Linked DNA regions of Rattus norvegicus: region 2 is linked to region 1. The links are chromatin contacts, called in public Hi-C maps. All regions are on one chromosome and are shown on one strand. Each heading gives the region's core, a stretch centred on a gene start, on an enhancer-like site or on the middle of the called end of the contact. The rest is flanking DNA. Distances are from core to core; before and after follow the strand shown.

What was found. A called contact is a pair of places that touch in the nucleus more often than the background predicts.
Region 2: a Hi-C map of the A7r5 cell line shows a contact between it and region 1, with 4 times the contacts expected there. The contact joins two enhancer-like sites. A contact is called at or near these places in 2 of 12 Hi-C or Micro-C datasets (the A7r5 cell line and frontal cortex).

Annotation. Positions count from the first base shown.
Region 1 is chr6:41,479,434-41,482,368 of GRCr8, forward strand. No RefSeq gene overlaps it. Among named protein-coding and RNA genes, the nearest start is that of Mycn, 28 kb to the left of the region's middle. Within about 2 kb of position 1,653, at least 7 of the 93 cell types and tissues checked have an H3K27ac peak or open chromatin away from gene starts, as enhancers often do. A contact at or near this core is called in the A7r5 cell line, where this site is marked.
Region 2 is chr6:41,717,245-41,720,473 of GRCr8, forward strand. No RefSeq gene overlaps it. Among named protein-coding and RNA genes, the nearest start is that of Ddx1, 37 kb to the right of the region's middle. Within about 2 kb of position 1,272, at least 21 of the 93 cell types and tissues checked have an H3K27ac peak or open chromatin away from gene starts, as enhancers often do. A contact at or near this core is called in the A7r5 cell line, where this site is marked.

The sequences.
Region 1 (2,935 bases), core at 403-2,902:
GCCAAACTTTGGCAGAAGAAGCAGAAAGCAAGAGACACACTGCATGTGAGGGGACACGGAGGCAGAAAAAGGAGAAAGCAACAGAATAGGATGAAGGACAGTGTCTTAGTTAGGGTTTTACTGCTGTGACCACTTCCTTGTAACTGTCATATCCTTTAACTATAAAAAAGTTATCTTTCCTACACAAGAGTGCTAGGTCCCATTTTACAGATGAGAAGGCTGGGGCTAGAAATAGCACATTAAACCCAGACTTATCCAAGGGGAGGCCCAGGATGCAAACACAGTTCAGCTCAAAACTTAGATTCTCTGTGGTTCAATACAGTACCTGTCCTAGGTCTGCCCTACCTGACTGTGCTAAGATACCATGGAGATATGTGGGGCAGAAAGAACAGTGGATTTGAAAGGAGGCCTGGGATATGGTGCTGGGAGAAACTATGAGCAAGGCAAATAGCTTTTCTGATTCCTGTTTTCTTTAGCCAGAAAACCCAACCCAAGCAACATCACTGAGTGAAAAATGGTTGAGCCTCGCTGGAAAAGCTTTGTAGACTGGGACCAAAAGCTTTGATCCTGACATTGAATATAATCAAGACAAAGGCAGTATAATAGTCTACACCCACACTTCATCATGTGATTTGTGTCGTTTGAGAAAGTGTCCCATGTAACCCTGGCTGTCCTTAGAATTCAATACATAGTCAAAGATCACCTTGAACTTCTGATCCTCCTGCCTCTACTTCTCTAGTGCTGGGATTACACACCAGCACTAGAGAACAGTATGTATCACCATACCTGTTTTTGTTGGGTGCTAAGATTGTACCAAGGACTTTGTGTATTCTAGGCAAGGACTCTTCCAAATCAACTACATTCCCAGTCCCCATTATGTCTATTGAGATTCTGTACTGAAGATGGGTTGTAGACACACATCCCTTTTCCTATCCCATCCCACCCCACCCTACCCTATTCTTAGTCCTAGCCTGGCCCTACAAAAGCCTGGTAGAAGGGACTGCAAAGCTTCTCTGTTTGTATGGAGACAATCAGTGTATGGAGACAGAGATCAGAGAGCCAAAGACTCAAAGTAGCCCTTTCTTGTCCCACCTGGAGAAACTCCACCCAGCTCTGGACTGCTGATAGTGGCTCCTCCAAATCCTCTGAGTGTGGAGGACCTGTCTGAGGAGCAGATATTGGTGGGTTACTCTCAAGTTGTGGCAGCCCTGCCCTCACTGCTGCCTTCCTGCTTGCCCTAAATGGCGTCCTCATTGCTTGGATGTACCCTCACTGCGCTCTGTTGCTTCACTACATAATGGTAGATGGAAAACCCTTGAACTTTAAAGTCGAGCTCAATTCTCCCGCTGACTCCGTTAAGTTGCTTCATCAAGGAATGTACATTTCCTGTTCTAGAATATTAGTATAATTTTACCATCCATCCTCCTTCTACGTGTAGTCCATCTACGTCTGCAAAGTGGTTTTATTGACAGCAACCATCGTACTTGCTGCAGAGTTGGGGCTGGGTAAGAATGAACACCAGGCTCGGAGCATTCCCTCTGAATTTCCCACATACGTTCTACCCTGGTAGTGAGAGGGCAGGGGGTGGGGGTTCAGGGAAATCCAATGTATCTAGTGTTTAGCAACGTGGCCTCTAAAAGAATGACTGTTTGCAAATCTCCTTTCTTCCTTCTCCTGCAGCTGTCAGAGGCTAGAATTACACAGGGCTCATGGCCAGGTTTTGGGGAGATGGGTCTGTGGGGGAGAGACTCTCTCAGATGAAAGAGATAACATACCAGGTCAGTGGTCCCCTCCAGTAACTGTGTCATCTGACAGAGCAACCAAAGGGAGGAAGAATTTCCCCTGTACCTGACAATAACAGTTTTTCTCAGTAAAATATGTTGAAGCTGAGAGGTTTTTCTTGGCAGAGCACTGTACCATTAACTCAAGATTAAATGCATCCTGTCCAAATTCTTTTGCTACTTGTAATGGGCCTCTGGCTCGAGGCATCCAGATGTTGATTCCACACATGCCTAGGGAAAAGAAGTTAATTGTTCTCTTCTACAAGTCTGGAAGTGGGGGCTGTGGTGACTGCCCCTTATACTCTCTCTACAACTCCCAGATGACCGGAAAGATCTTATTGCTCTAGCTTCCAGCACTGCTGCCAGCTGACAGACAACACGAAGCTCATGCCCATAGCGGGCCTCCTCCCTGGACACTGCTCTTGCCTGGAGGCAGGTGCAACACTCCAGGTTACACCCCAGACAAGGCAGTCCCCATGACTGACAGAGGCTATATGAGGCTGCAGAAGCCCCACCTCCATTCTCTAGTTTGGGATAACTCAGAAGTTATCCCAAGTTCTTCCTCTCTGGGGTCACTAATTATGATCGTGGATTCGGTAGGATTTATGGAGGCAAATGTGCACATGAGGGGTTTTCTAAATTGGGTTGAAGTGGCAAGACTCACCTCGAATATGGGCTAGACTAAATAAAGGGGAGAAAGTGAGCTGAGAACCAGCATTCATGAATCTCTGCTTCCTGACTGTGGATCCAACGTGACCTGCTGCTTCATCTTCCCACCACCATGACATCTCTGGCTTCAAACTGTGAGCCAAGCCAAATGCTTTTCTAATCCTTGAGTTGCTCCCCCACCCACTCCCGAATGTTTTTGCCACAGTGATGAGAAAACTAACAAATATAGCCCAGGAGATTAGCAGTTCGAATGTTGTCAAAGCAGAGTTCATCTTCCGGAGGTCAAGTTCACTACTTTGATACTCTGATATCACAGGGAGATTCTTCAGTAAATTGACTGTTAAGGGAGCTTGGCATCCACACCATTCAAAGAAGCAGATCCTAAGAAAGACCTAATTCCATGGAGTTAGACCTCACTAGCCAACTGACCATGAACGTCCACTGACAGCACCAGAATGCTATGTACTTAGCTGAAAATTCCATGG
Region 2 (3,229 bases), core at 22-2,521, 240 kb after region 1:
GTCCATGCTTTCTGTTCTTGACTTCCAAGTTCATTTCAGTGTGTTTGGTGCCTGTGTGGCTCTAGTTCTTGTAAGCACACTGAGGCTTGTTTATGGACTACCGCATCCTGGGGGATGCTCTCTGCGCACTAGAGGGATGTGTATTCTGCTGTTGGGGCCTCTAAAGATTGAGTCTTCTCAGCTTATATTCCTTTACAATTAAGTCTTTCTGATTCCTGTTGAAAACCAGGTATTGGAGTATCTAAATAGTATTCTTGAGTGGTTACCTTTGTTACTTTAAACCACGGTTTCCTTAAAGGACAATAACTATTCCTGCTTCACAAAGGGGTAAAGAATTAAAAAATACTCTGGGTGGTAGTGCATGCCTTTAATTCTAGCACTGGGTAGGTAGTGGCGAACAGATCTGTGAGTTCAAGGCCAGTCTGGTCTACAGAACAAGTTCCAGGATAGCGATAGATAGATAGATAGATAGATAGATAGATAGATAGATAGATAGGTAGATAGATAGATAGACAGACAGATGAATGGGTTGGTGGATGGACAGACAGATAGGCAGGCAGGCAGAAAACCAAGACACAGCCTGCACAGTGAGCACTGCTGCAGTGCCTCTGGATGACTGGCAGTGCACAGTGGTGGGAAGAAAGATTTCCTCCCAGTAGCTGGTTCTGCAGGGTAGCTGGCTGGTTTTGAGTTCCATCAACACGGCTTTAGTCTGAGGGAAATAGTCGAGGCTCAGCCCTGTATTCGCTACAGACTAATTTCCAAGATATGCCTATCTCCCGTCTTAAAAAAACAAAACAAAACAAAACAAAACAAGCTAACAGATTCTAACTTCTCATCCTAACTGTGCTAGCTGGTTCTCATGGGAGGGTCTTGTCACTTACCTACTCCCCTCTCCTCCCTTTCTTTTCCCAGTTTAACAAATGCCTGCTAGTCAGACTGTGTCATGGGTCCAGAGGATCCTGAAAGCAGGCCTGCTTTAAACACCCTTCTCTCTGCAGCAAGAGGCACTATGTCTAAGCAGGTAAATAAAATGCAGGAAATGTACACTCTAGGAACAGAAGGAACAAAAGGTTTGGAGCACACATAAAGGCAGAGGTGACTTGCCTAGTAGGGAGGGGATTGAGGAGAAGCAGAAAGCGTAGTTCCCAACAAAGCATTAACAAAAGCTGACAAGAAGTGCGGTCCTCGATAGATAGCAGCTTGGGTTTCATAACCCTCCCTGCCCCTGCCAGCCCTCTTAGGTGGGAGGGGCCCAGGGGAGGAAAACAAGAGGATGTAACACTAAGTGAGTCATCCAGCCTCAAATAACCGAGAGCTGCTAAAGCAGAAAGTTCTCAACTTGGAAGTGTGCCAGCTTCAGCGCTGCAAAAATAGCCATGATGAATTCACATATTTCTTGCGAGTGTGTCGGTCCATCGTACCAGTGAAATCTCAGCCATAGCAAATTGGAATTTGGGGCCCATATGCTCAAAATCATGCTCAGATTTTGGTCAAAGGTTTTCTTGAGAAAGCTAAAAAAGCTGTATTTTTCTACTGAAAGTGGTCTATTCTCTCATTCTGTTGGGGTTATTAAGACTGTGGGATATTGTTTCCTGCTTGGAGTGAAAGGCCTCTTGGTGTTTTTCTGTTGGAGGTCTCCGTGTCTATCACCTCAGCAGAAGAGTCCCGTCAGTTGGAAAATGCCCCATAACGTGAGGATGTCTGCACACTGTAGAGAGGTAGTGTAGCTCAGAGGCCTTTCGCTCGAGCATGGGTCTCAGCTTCCCTGATGCTGCAACTTTTTAATACAGTTCCTGATGCTGTGGTGACCCCCCAACTATAAAATCATTTCGTTGCTACTTCAGAACTGTAGTGTTGCTTCTGTTACGAACTGTAATATAAATGTCTGATATGCGATCCCTTTAGTGACCCACAGGTTGAGAACCACTGCACTAGGAGCACCTTGATCCTCCTGGAATAGGTGTGTGCCAGTTTTAGGGAGTTTTGAGTTAACTTATAATGTGTAGGGGAGACAAAGAGATGAGCAGAGGTTTTCCTGGAGGGGCCCAGCAGGAAAACCTACCTTCCAGGGCTTGAGAAACTCAACATCCACGACTCTTGGGCCTCAGGCTCCTTACCTGACAAAAGGATAGCCTGGCTCTTACACGAGTCAGAATACAAAACATCTGGCTTCTAGGTGGCACTCCAGGGCTGACTTTGCACTCAAGGGGGTGGATAGGATGACTCAGGGCTCCGACACTGGGTAAGATCTTGACAGTCAAGAAGGTGGGAAGCTCTCCCAGCAGGCAGCCGAACAAGAATAAAGGCAGTCACAGTGCCATTACTAATAGCTACCCTCTCGGTGCTTAGGCTTCCTCGCCTTTAGGAGGGAAAGGTGTAGGTAACCTAGCTTCTGGGTTTTAGGACTGAACCAGAATGGGCACGTAGAATGCTGCTAAGTTCACAGTATAGACCAATAAGTGTTACCAGTTGCTTTTACATGGGGTGGGGGTGAGAAGACCAGGTGGCTGGTATGAACTGAGAGGATTTAAGGAGGAAGGTTTGGAAATAAATTGTAGAGGACTTTGAGTGCCCATCTTAGGTTGGATTTAATTAGTAGAGGCCTATCTCATTTTCTTGGGTGGGTTTGACACAGATTGATAAGCATACAACAGTAAGTGTAAGTTTAACCATGCATTCAATCGTAGAAACCAAATGGATTCCTGTCACAGATTTAAATGGCCCCAGCAGAGGATGCTCTTGAGTTGGTGACTCGGTTCTGCTTCCAGCACCTAAGCAGGTATTCACTGATAGCAGAAGCTATAACAGCTAGTGAGACGGCTCAGCACTTCAGAGCAGTTGTTGCTCTTGCAAAGGACCTGGGTTTGGTTCCAGCACTCATATGTTGGCTCATTTGTAAATCCAGTTCCAGGGGATACAACGTCATCCTGAGAGCTCCACAGGTACCAGGCTCGTAAAATATGTACATACATCAAGTAAAGTTAAAAAAAAAGGAAGGAAACTAGACGTCACTTGCTGAGAAGGGAGATTCTGAAAGATTCTCAATGTTTTGAGCGGTCAACTGAGTCCTCATGAGCTGCCATCTCAAGTGACTAAGCTCATTGTCTGTGCTGTGCAAGCCCACACATCCTGCCCTTGTCCTCACCCATACCCACCCAGAGGCAGGCAAGTCCACTAGGGCCATTCCACAAATTTCTAGCATGCTCTCAAGGGGCAGTGGCGTAGT